Linked DNA regions of Sus scrofa: region 2 is linked to region 1. Evidence: chromatin contacts called from public HiChIP or PLAC-seq data. All regions are on one chromosome and are shown on one strand. Each heading gives the region's core, a stretch centred on a gene start, on an enhancer-like site or on the middle of the called end of the contact. The rest is flanking DNA. Distances are from core to core; before and after follow the strand shown. Region 1 overlaps LOC110255633 (a long non-coding RNA gene). Region 2 overlaps LOC110255634 (a long non-coding RNA gene).

The links. HiChIP or PLAC-seq counts read pairs in DNA pulled down with a chosen protein or histone mark.
Region 2: a contact with region 1 is called in an H3K27ac HiChIP or PLAC-seq map of skeletal muscle. The contact joins two enhancer-like sites. A contact is called at or near these places in 3 of 47 Hi-C or Micro-C datasets (liver, psoas muscle and skeletal muscle) and 1 of 2 datasets of contacts at active chromatin or transcription factors (skeletal muscle).

Annotation. Positions count from the first base shown.
Region 1 is chr10:10,739,797-10,744,842 of Sscrofa11.1, forward strand. The region is part of intron 1 of LOC110255633 (a long non-coding RNA gene); the gene reads left to right. Among named protein-coding and RNA genes, the nearest start is that of DUSP10, 160 kb to the right of the region's middle. Within about 2 kb of position 1,470, at least 4 of the 83 cell types and tissues checked have an H3K27ac peak or open chromatin away from gene starts, as enhancers often do. A contact at or near this core is called in skeletal muscle, where this site is marked.
Region 2 is chr10:10,842,926-10,847,782 of Sscrofa11.1, forward strand. The region is part of intron 4 of LOC110255634 (a long non-coding RNA gene); the gene reads left to right. Among named protein-coding and RNA genes, the nearest start is that of DUSP10, 60 kb to the right of the region's middle. Within about 2 kb of position 2,661, at least 1 of the 83 cell types and tissues checked has an H3K27ac peak or open chromatin away from gene starts, as enhancers often do. A contact at or near this core is called in skeletal muscle, where this site is marked.

The DNA of each region.
Region 1 (5,046 bases), core at 220-2,719:
TGGCATCTGTGAGTAAGATGGAGTGTCCTGGAGGAAAACAGGAAGAGAGACCCTGTCCGTTGTTGAGGTTGTGGCAACTGACCCAGTGACATCCAGGGGAGGGCTGACCTGCCGAGGGACGATGGAGAAGAGAGGGTGCTCGAAGGGCGTTGCAGAGGTCAGGTCTAGAGAGTTAGTAAGCTGACTGCATGGGAACATAAAAAACAATAATAATGATGCTGAAGTTGCAACCCAGGATGGCCGTGAAGATGCCAGAGGGAGAATGGGAGGGAGGGCCTTGGAAGGACCAGGGATGGATCTGGTTGGCGCTAGGTTTGGAGAACAGCCCGGGTAGGGCTCCAGGAGATGATGCGAAGTGGGAGGCTGGCAACCCAGAGACAGACGCTGGTGAGCAGAGATGTCTTAAGAGTTAACAGTAGACCCGTAGCTGGATGTCTTCATAAAACCGAACACTCTGTAGAGCTGCGTCGAAGAGACATGACACGACGACGAAACCCCCAGATTCTGATGTTCCAAGGTTATCGAAAATGTATTATCATTCAGTCCTTTAGCTTAAAACTGTGTTTGGTGAAGTGTGATTAAACAAAAATAGCTTCATGGAGTTCCCTTTGTGGCTCAGCAGTAATGAACCCCACTTTTATGCACGAAGACACAGGCTGGATCCCTGGCCTCGCTCAGTAGGTTAAGGAACCAGCGTTGCTGTGGCTGTGGTGCAGGCCCAAAGCTGCTGCTCAGATTTGACCCCTAGCCTGGGAACCTCCATACACCATGGGTGCTGCCCAGAAAAAAAAAAAAAAGACAAAAAAATAGCTTCATCTGGAGTTCCTGTCATGGCGCAGTGGTTAACGAATCCGACTAGAAACCATGAGGTTTCAGGTTCGGTCCCTGGCCTTGCTCCTTGGGTTGAGGATCTGGCGTTGTCATGAGCTGTGGTGTAGGTCGCTGACAAGGCTCGGATCCTGTGTTGCTGTGGCTCTGGTGTTGGCCGTCGGCTACAACTCTGATTAGATCCCCAGCCTGGGAACCTCCATGTGCCGCGGGAGCGGCCCTAGGAAAGGCAAAAAAAAAAGACCAAAAAAAAACCCCAGCTTCGTCATATTAATTTTGTTTTGGGGGGAATTTTTTTTTAGAGAAATTGTGTGTGGGGGGGGTGTTGTGTGTGTGTGTGTGTGTGTGGTTTTTCCTAACAACAACGTAGAATAAAAGCAGATTTCATGATGTATCTTCAGAATTGGAGAGCTGGTAGCATTTTTTCCAAATCCCCAAGTAAATGACTTCCTTTTGAATCTAAAGCATAAATCATGATTGTACTTTCTTTCTGGGGCTTCTGCCTCTTGTCAAATTAACAGCTTTCGAAAGAAACGCATATTTTCAGCTGGCCCGCGGTTGAAGCTAACATTTCTACCCCACACTGTTCTCAGACATCTGACTTAGGGTGGATGGAGGGAGGCCAGGCTTTCAGAACCTGCTGCGTGTGGCCGGGTCCCCTTCCTCTGGCCCCAAACAGTTCAGTCGCTCTACCTCGCAGGGGCCGCCTTCGGCTAATGAATCCTTAGCTCCAAGTTTTCCCTCCTTCTAATGAGTGCTAATAAAATGCATTTACCTCTGCTAATGCAACAAAAACTCAGCATTATTTCATTGTATCTACTTAACAAGAACCTCGTTTAATATCGAATTACGTCCTGCTCAGCCAAAGCATTATACCGGGGGATGGGGGGCTGTAACAGGAAAGTATCAAATGCTCTGAGGGACATGCCTTCTTAATATGCCCTGCAGTCTTACGTGATGGCTGAATTCATTTAGCCAAGCTGGTCTGATCCTTCTGCCAACTGTTTGGTAAAATTTACCGCAATGCTAGGCAACCAGTCCCACCACACAGGCTAGAAATATAGTATTGCTTTTCCTGGGACCAAGCTATTAACAGTTGTTTGGGGAGAGGCCACAGGCCACGGGGCAGATACTGTTACAAAAAGGAAGAAGTTTCGGAGGTGCTTCATTTTAGAAAATAGTTACAGCAAATCCAATTTTTATTAATGCATTTTCCCCTAATTGTTTATGGTCTAATTGCAGAAGAATTCATATTTATTTCAGATTTATCTTCGGTGAATGGTGACACCCAATCTCCTATTTGTCTTTGCCGTGAACTCCTCTGCCTTCTTTTTGTTTGTTTGTTTGTTTTTATCTTTATGTGTTTTTAGGGCCACATCCATGGGATATGGAGGTTCCCAGGCTATGGGTCTAATTGGAGCTACAGCCGCCAGCCTACATCACAGCTCACAGCAACAACAGATCCTTAACCCAATGAGCGAGGCCAGGGATTGAACCCGCAACCTCATGGTTCCTGGTCGGGTTCGTTAACCACTGAGCCACAACGGGAACTCCTCTGCCTTCTTTTTTGAAGCAGCCCCTCACTCAGGTAACTATCAGTAACAAATACCTGCTGGAAGTTTTCCATTTAAAGAAGCATGTGGTAATTTGACTAATCATTGCTGGAGCCAATTACCTGTCAATTAGAAAGAAGAGCTGTTATTTTCACTATCCTCAGCAGATTTTGTGACCTGGAATATTCCTGGTCCTCCTGTCACCCGAAAGGTCACATTTAGAGAGGTTTTCCTCTGCATTGTTTCTTAAGGTACAGGATTCTATCACTTGGATGGTTTGCTTATTAAGAAGCGGGAGATACCCTTCTTTTGAGTCTTTGAAGAAAGACTTTTCCGTGGGCTTAACAAGATAAAAGACGTCGAAGAGAGGAAGAGCTTCCGTCCATTTCATTAATATTTATTCAGAAGACTCTACTGTTCTCTATAGAGGAACGGAGTCCACACATTGCTGAGGAAAATGAGTGTAAAAGAGAACAGTTACCTCTTGAGACCTTGTAACCGGTCACCCAACAAGAAAATAGGGGAAGCAGCAGGAACCCATGCAAGATTTACCTGGGGGGCATCAGCTAGCATCCTGAAGACCCCAAAGTCATTGTTGCTCAGTTTCTAACAAGCGGCTTGGGTCAGAATTTACATTCTGGCAAACTACCAAGTATAGTCTCCTATTCTCCCTCGATCCCACTCCTCTTGGGTGGATGGAGTAAAGAGGGACCTCTGAGCATCCCTGCATCCCTGCATCCCTGCATCCCTGCATCCCTGCATCCCTGCAGGCAGGGACGATTCAGGGGATGACTGCCGGCATCAAGTGGCTTCTATAGCATCTCTCTTGGCATCTCAGAAGAGATGGTGGGTATTTCTACCCAAAGGGGAAGTAGGCCTTTGTTCAAAAGCGCCTCTGGATGAGACAGACACCACCACTTTTTTGTAGCTTCTCATTATAAATTTAGTGGGTTTTTTCTTTTTTCTTCTTCCAAACTCTAGTTTCTGACCAGAATATAAAATAAGTTTGAAAATATAAATGACTTCTGAGGATAGCATGAAATAAACCAGAAATAAAGAGTCAATGGCTGGTTCTAGGGGATAAGGAATATTAATGTGAAAATTCACCCTAGGTGATCGAGTTTTCTCTTATTGGGAGACTCTGGTTGTAGACTGTTTGTTTGTTTATGGACAATGTTAAGTAATTTTACATCGCATATATGGATTCCTGAGTATTGATAGAAAAAAAAAGTCTCAGCAGCTTTGTGGTGCAAAGATTAATTAAAAATTAGCTTCATGGAAGCTTAGGAGAAAATAAATCATATATTGGGTTTTCCTTCATGAAAACTTAGACGAATACCCTTTTCGAAAGCCAGTCTTTCCCCAAATGTAGGGAAGACGAGCCTTTGTCCAAATGAAGGCATTGCGAGAAGTGGCTGGAATCAACCAGTTTATGAGTCGAGCTTTCTTTCCCTGAGATATTGTCCGACTGGCCTCATGTAACTGTGAGAAGGAGCTTCAGTTACTTCAGGGAAGAAGCTAAAAAAGGAAGAGGTTTATTACCCCCGCAGTGGGCCAAGGTATCTGAGCCTCCGAGATCCTAAAATAAAATGTAACCCTTCCTAGACCAGGATGGAATATGCCGCTTCCTTTTCTCTGTTTCGGACATTCTGGAAGGGCTTCTTTTACAGAACCAGGACGCAGAGAATGGACGTGTGTGCAGGTGCGGCTGGGTCACTTCGTGGTGCAGGAGAAAGATCACAGCCTTGTCAGTTAGCTGCACGTCACTAAACGTTCAAAAGAAAGAAAGCAAGAGAGAAGCAAGACTCTGGTGAAATGAAGGGAAAGAGGCCATGAGATCTTTTTCAGTTCCACCCTTTGAAGAGACTAGAAAAGGAAGCGGCTCTGTTTATAAAATGAAGGGGACCACGTCGGCTTCGTGTAACTGCTGTTGCTTTGAACACGAACGAATTATCTTCCATTTGTTTCAAGTTGTCGCCTATTTCCCCACCCAAATCCTGGGGTTCCCCCTGCGTTCATTCTTCTCATTTGTCCTCAAAGCCAATCAGCTACTGGCTCCAGACTGTGCTTCTTCCTCAGTAGCTCTCGAATACATCTTATTAATACCTTTACTGAGATGTGATTTGTATTTATTTATTTATCTTTGCTTTTTAGGGCCACACTCACAGCATATGGAGGTTGCCAGGCTAGGGGTCGAATTGGAGCTACAGCTGCCAGCCTCCACCACAGCCACAGCCACAGCCACGTCAGATCGGAGCCGCGTCTGGGACCTACACCACAGCTCACGGCAACACTGGATCCTTAACGCACTGAGTGAGGCCAGGGATTGAACCCATGTCTTCATGGATACTAGTCGGGTTCGTTACAACTGTGCCACAATGGGAACCCCGAGGTGTGATTTTTGAAGCGTGGAATCTACCGTTTTGAGCATGTGGATGCTGAGGTTTAGAAATATTACACAGCCCTCAGCACAGTCCAGATGGAGGATGCTTCCCTCCTCCCCAGAGGGTCCCTTGGGCTTATCTGTTTTCAATCTCACTCACAGCCTCTGCAACTCCTGGCCTACTTTCTGGTCATTTCATATAAGCAGAACCTTACAACACGTGGCCTTCTGCATCCGGTTTCTTTCACGTGGCATAATGTTTCTGAGTTTCATCCATGTAGC
Region 2 (4,857 bases), core at 1,411-3,910, 100 kb after region 1:
ATGCAGGCGTACCCTGAGTGCTCTGGTTTATCCATCCACCGTATTTTAGTGAATAGAAGAAGCTTAGATTTCCTCCGATTTTCAGCGTCTCTCCTCTCAGACAAGGTCTTAATTCATTTCCTAGTAGTTGGGAATTCAGGTTAAATCATTAACCTGTGTTGCTGGACCAGCGTCTCTTCAAGCTCCAAGTTGTTCAGAAAGCTGCTCACCCGTAGGACCCTGTAAGTTTTACTGTGGAGTGGACGTCTGTGACCCTAAAGACAAGAAGAGAGATGACAAACGACTCAATGCCAAGAGGAATGATTCCAGCAAGACGTGCTTGATTAATTTGGAAGAGATAAATTCAATGTGGAACAATTTGGGTGGGTTGCCTTTGAGCAAGGTTTATTGAGAAAAAGAAATTGGAACCCACTATGAGCTGAGTAGGCAGAGAGGAGGGGAGGGTGGAGATTTGGGCCTAGGGAGTGAGCATGTGAAAGGGGCATGGGCTGGACAGGACTGTAGGCCATGCAAGGTCTCGGCTCCAACTGCAGCGCCAACAGAGACCAAGGGACCTGCCCGGAGGACAGCTCTCAAAACCCGGAGCTGCCTTCCTGCCAAAGACACTTCAGGCAACTGGATTTTCATTCTGTCAATAAGAAGAGTTTCCTGAAGAAGCTAAAAACCAAAACCAAAAACAATTTAGATCAATTGAAAGAATTGCATTACTTGACACAGGAAAGGGAGCATTATTTTCATATAAAGATGTACTGCAGCCACTGCGGCCCTTGGGTATGCACCGTGTAATTTTATAAATAAAAAAACCCGGAGTTCCCGTCGTGGCGCAGTGGTTAACGAATCCGACTAGGAACCAAGAGGTTTCGGGTTCGGTCCCTGCCCTTGCTCAGTGGGTTAACGATCCGGCGTTGCTGTGAGCTGTAGGTTGCAGAAGCGGCTCGGATCCCGCGTTGCTGTGGCTCTGGCGTAGGCCAGTGGCTACAGCTCCAATTCGACCCCTAGCCTGGGAACCTCCATATGCCGCAGGAGCGGCCCAAAGAAATACCAAAAAAAAAAAAAAAAAAAAAAGAAAAAGAAAAAAACCCAATAATTAAACTTTGCTTTTCAAGCATATTCTTCAATAAAACAATGTCTTTATAGCTCATGAGTTGATTGCTAGTTATTTATTTTAATCTTTAAATGTGAATTATTGTATCAAAAGGAGAAAGTAGCATAAATGAGGACTTTAGAAGGAGACATACAGAGATATGCATTATAAGACTAAGCAAAAAGCATGACATTCTCTGAACTTTGATTTCCTGGACTATTATGTGGAATACAATACTTGTCTAATAGGGATCCTGGGGCAATAGGTAAGATGATGTAAAAAACACACCTGAGGAGTTCCCGTCGTGGCGCAGTGGTTAACGAATCCGACTAGGAACCATGAGGTCGAGGGTTCGGTCCCTGCCCTTGCTCAGTGGGTTAAGGATCCGGCGTTGCCGTGAGCTGTGGTGTAGGTTGCAGAAGCGGCTCGGATCCCGCATTGCTGTGGCTCTGGTGTAGGCCGGTGGCTACAGCTCCGATTCGACCCCTAGCCTGGGAACCTCCATATGCCGCGGGAGCGGCCCAAGAGATAGCAACAACAACAACAAAAGACAAAAACAAAAACAAAAAAAAAAAAAAACACACCTGACACACGGTAGTCTTTGAATAAATGGAAACTGGAGTTCCCGTAGTGGCTCAGCAGGTTAAGAACCCCACATAATGCCTGTGAGGACACAGGATCGCTCCCTGGCCTTACTTAGTGGATTAAGGATCCAGCATTCCCCTGAGTGCTGTTGCAGATCATGGACGTGGCTTAGATCCTGCATTGCTGTGGCTGTGATATAGGCCTGCAGCTGCAGCTCTGACTTGACCCATAGCCCAGAAACTTCCATATGCCATGGTGCAGCCATGAAAAAAAAAAAATGGAAATTTTATGTTATTCTTATCTCACTCTGTTAAGAGTTTCTTCTATTTGTAGGAGCTGCAAGAGGGACATCCTATCAAAATCCTTAATTATTTTCCTCTTTATCTTCTTTTAACTTTCTTTTTCTTTTCTTTTTTTTTTTTTTTTTTTGGCTACACATGTGGCATGCAGAAGTTCCCAGGCCAGGGATCAAACTGGTGCCACAGCAGCAACCTGAGCTGCAGCAGTGACAACATCAGATCATTAACCCACTGAGCCACATGGAAACTCCTGACTTTCGATTTTTTTTATGCTACAGAATTCAAACCACTGTAGAAATTAACCCTAAAATGCCACAGCCTAAATATTGTCCCCAAATCCCAACAGGCTGTGACGAGACCAAACCTAGATCAAACAAACATAGCATGTGCAGGTTAGGTAAATCCAGAGCCTAAAAACTTCAGTTACTTTAATACAGGTGAAAAATTTTGTCCAACTAGTTGCCCCAACAGAATAACCAGCTGGATTGACTGGAAACTTTAACTTATTGACCCATTGAAATTAGAATTATATCATTACCATCTCACATGGGTTGGCCAGAAATCTGTATAAAGTCAAATAATAAAGGTCAGGGGTAATAGACTTCTATTTTTTAAAATCTCTCTGAACGCTTTGATAGCTGGCTAGTAGGCAGTCACGTGGGGAGAAAAAGGCTGATTTTAGCTGCAACCAGAGAAGTGTAATAGACCCGCCTATGAGTAGGGTTGGAGAGTCAGAATATCGCTACCAGCCAGGAAGATTCTAATGAGCTTTCTATTTTAGAGCTTGCATAGCACATTCTTAAATTCCTCACATTTACCATATTAAGAATGTTTGGTCGTTCATATTGTGAATAGTGCTGCTATGAACATAAGGGTGCATGTGTCTTTTTGAATTATTGTTTGGTTTGGGTACATGTCCACAAGTGGGATTGCTGGTCATATGGCAACTGTTTTTAGTTTTTTGAGGAACCTCCACACCGGTCTCCATAGTGGCTGCATGAACTTATATTCCCACCAACAGTGTAAGAAGGTTCCCTTTGCCCCACACCCAGTCCAACATTTGTTATTTGCAGACTTTTTTAATGATGGCCAATGATGGTACCTCATTGTAGTTTTGACTTGCATTTCTCTAATAATTAGCAGTGTTGAGCATCTTTTCGGGTACCTGTTGCCCATCTGTATGTCTTCCTTGGAGAAATGTCTATTTAGGTCTTCTGCCCACTTTTTGATTGGGTTGTTTGTTTTTTGCTGTTGTTGTTTAGTTGTATGAGCTATTTGTGTATTCTGGAAATTAAGCCCTTGTCGGTTGCATCATTTGCAAAATTTTCTCCTGGTCCGAAGGTTGTCTTTTCGTTTTGTTTATGATTTGGGATGAAATTTTTTTAAAAAGTATCTACACATTCTACTTTTCCTCTAGAAGAAAAACATGGAACACCTATCACCAAATTCAAAAAATTACAGATATATTAAAGATTTAAATGTGAAAAACTAAACAATAAAATCTTTGTTGGAAATTTTTTGTAAACTACTGGTACAATGTAACTTAACCTCGTCTTTTATTCTAAAAGCAACGATGAAAATTGTTGTTAGCTATATAAAAATTAGGAACAATCACATGAAAAAAGATGCCAGGGAGTTCCCATTGTGGCTCAGCTGAAACAAATCCAACTAGTATCCATGAGGATGTGGGTTCTATCCCTGGCTGCACTCAATGGGTTAAGGATCCAGCGTTGCCATAAGTTGTGGTATAGGTCGCCGACATGGCTCAGACCCTGCCTTGCTGTGGCTGTGGTGTAGACGAATGGCTACAGCTCTGCTTAGACCCCTAGCCTGGGAACTTCCGTATGCCATGGGTACAGCCCTGAAAAGAAAAAAAAAAAAAAAAAGATACCAAACAGAAAGTCAACAGATAGGCCATAGATGTGGGGAAAGAGTGTCATTCTTATGCACATGAAACAAAAATAATTAAAAATTTAAAGAGTAGGCAAAATATTTCAAAGTATATAAATAGAGTGCCAGTAAAAGTGTCAGTGTTGTAAGGACAGAAGTGATCAAAAGTATCAGTAGTCAGGAAAATGCAAATCGAAAGGAATAAGGAGATAATTACTTTATGTCTATCGGAACAGCAACAAGGTTTTGAAACTGTAAACACTAGCAAATTTCTCCACTAGAATGCAGACTCCCTTAGAGTGCTATTTCTGTCAGTTTTATTCACTGGCATAGCCGCGGAGTCTAAAATAGATTCTGCAAGAATAGGCGATGCTTGCTTATCCACCATTTGTGATGTGACCAGCAGGCATGGCTAACAGTGCCGCCTCACTTACTGTGTGCCCGGCACTAAATGCTCGCAGGTAGCAATTCATTTCAGAGTTCCAACGCTCTTGATGAGGTCAGAGCTGTTTTCCGTTGTACAGATGGGAAATCTGAGGGTCAGGGTAGCACAGCTAATGAGGAGCCGAGCTGGGGATGGAATGTGGCACCAGATTTTCTGTCTCTGACCTCAAGATTCTGTTACCTCTCCCCACACGCACTTTGCTGCTTGCGGGGGCCGGGGGGGGGACAGCACAACATTTTTTTTTTCTTTTTGTCTTTTTGCCATTTCTTGGGCCGCTCCCTCGGCATATGGAGGTTCCCAGGCTAGGGGTCCAATCGGAGCTGTAGCCACCGGCCTACGCCAGAGCCACAGCAACGCAGATCCAAGCCGCGTCTGCAAACTACCCCACAGCTCATGGCAACGCCGGATCCTTAACCCACTGAGCAAGGGCAGGGGCCGAACCTGCAACCTCATGGTTCCTAGTCAGATTCGTTAACCACTGAGCCACAACGGGAACTCCAGCACAACATTTTTTTTTTTTTTTTTTTATGGAAAAAAGAATCTGGTAGAAATTC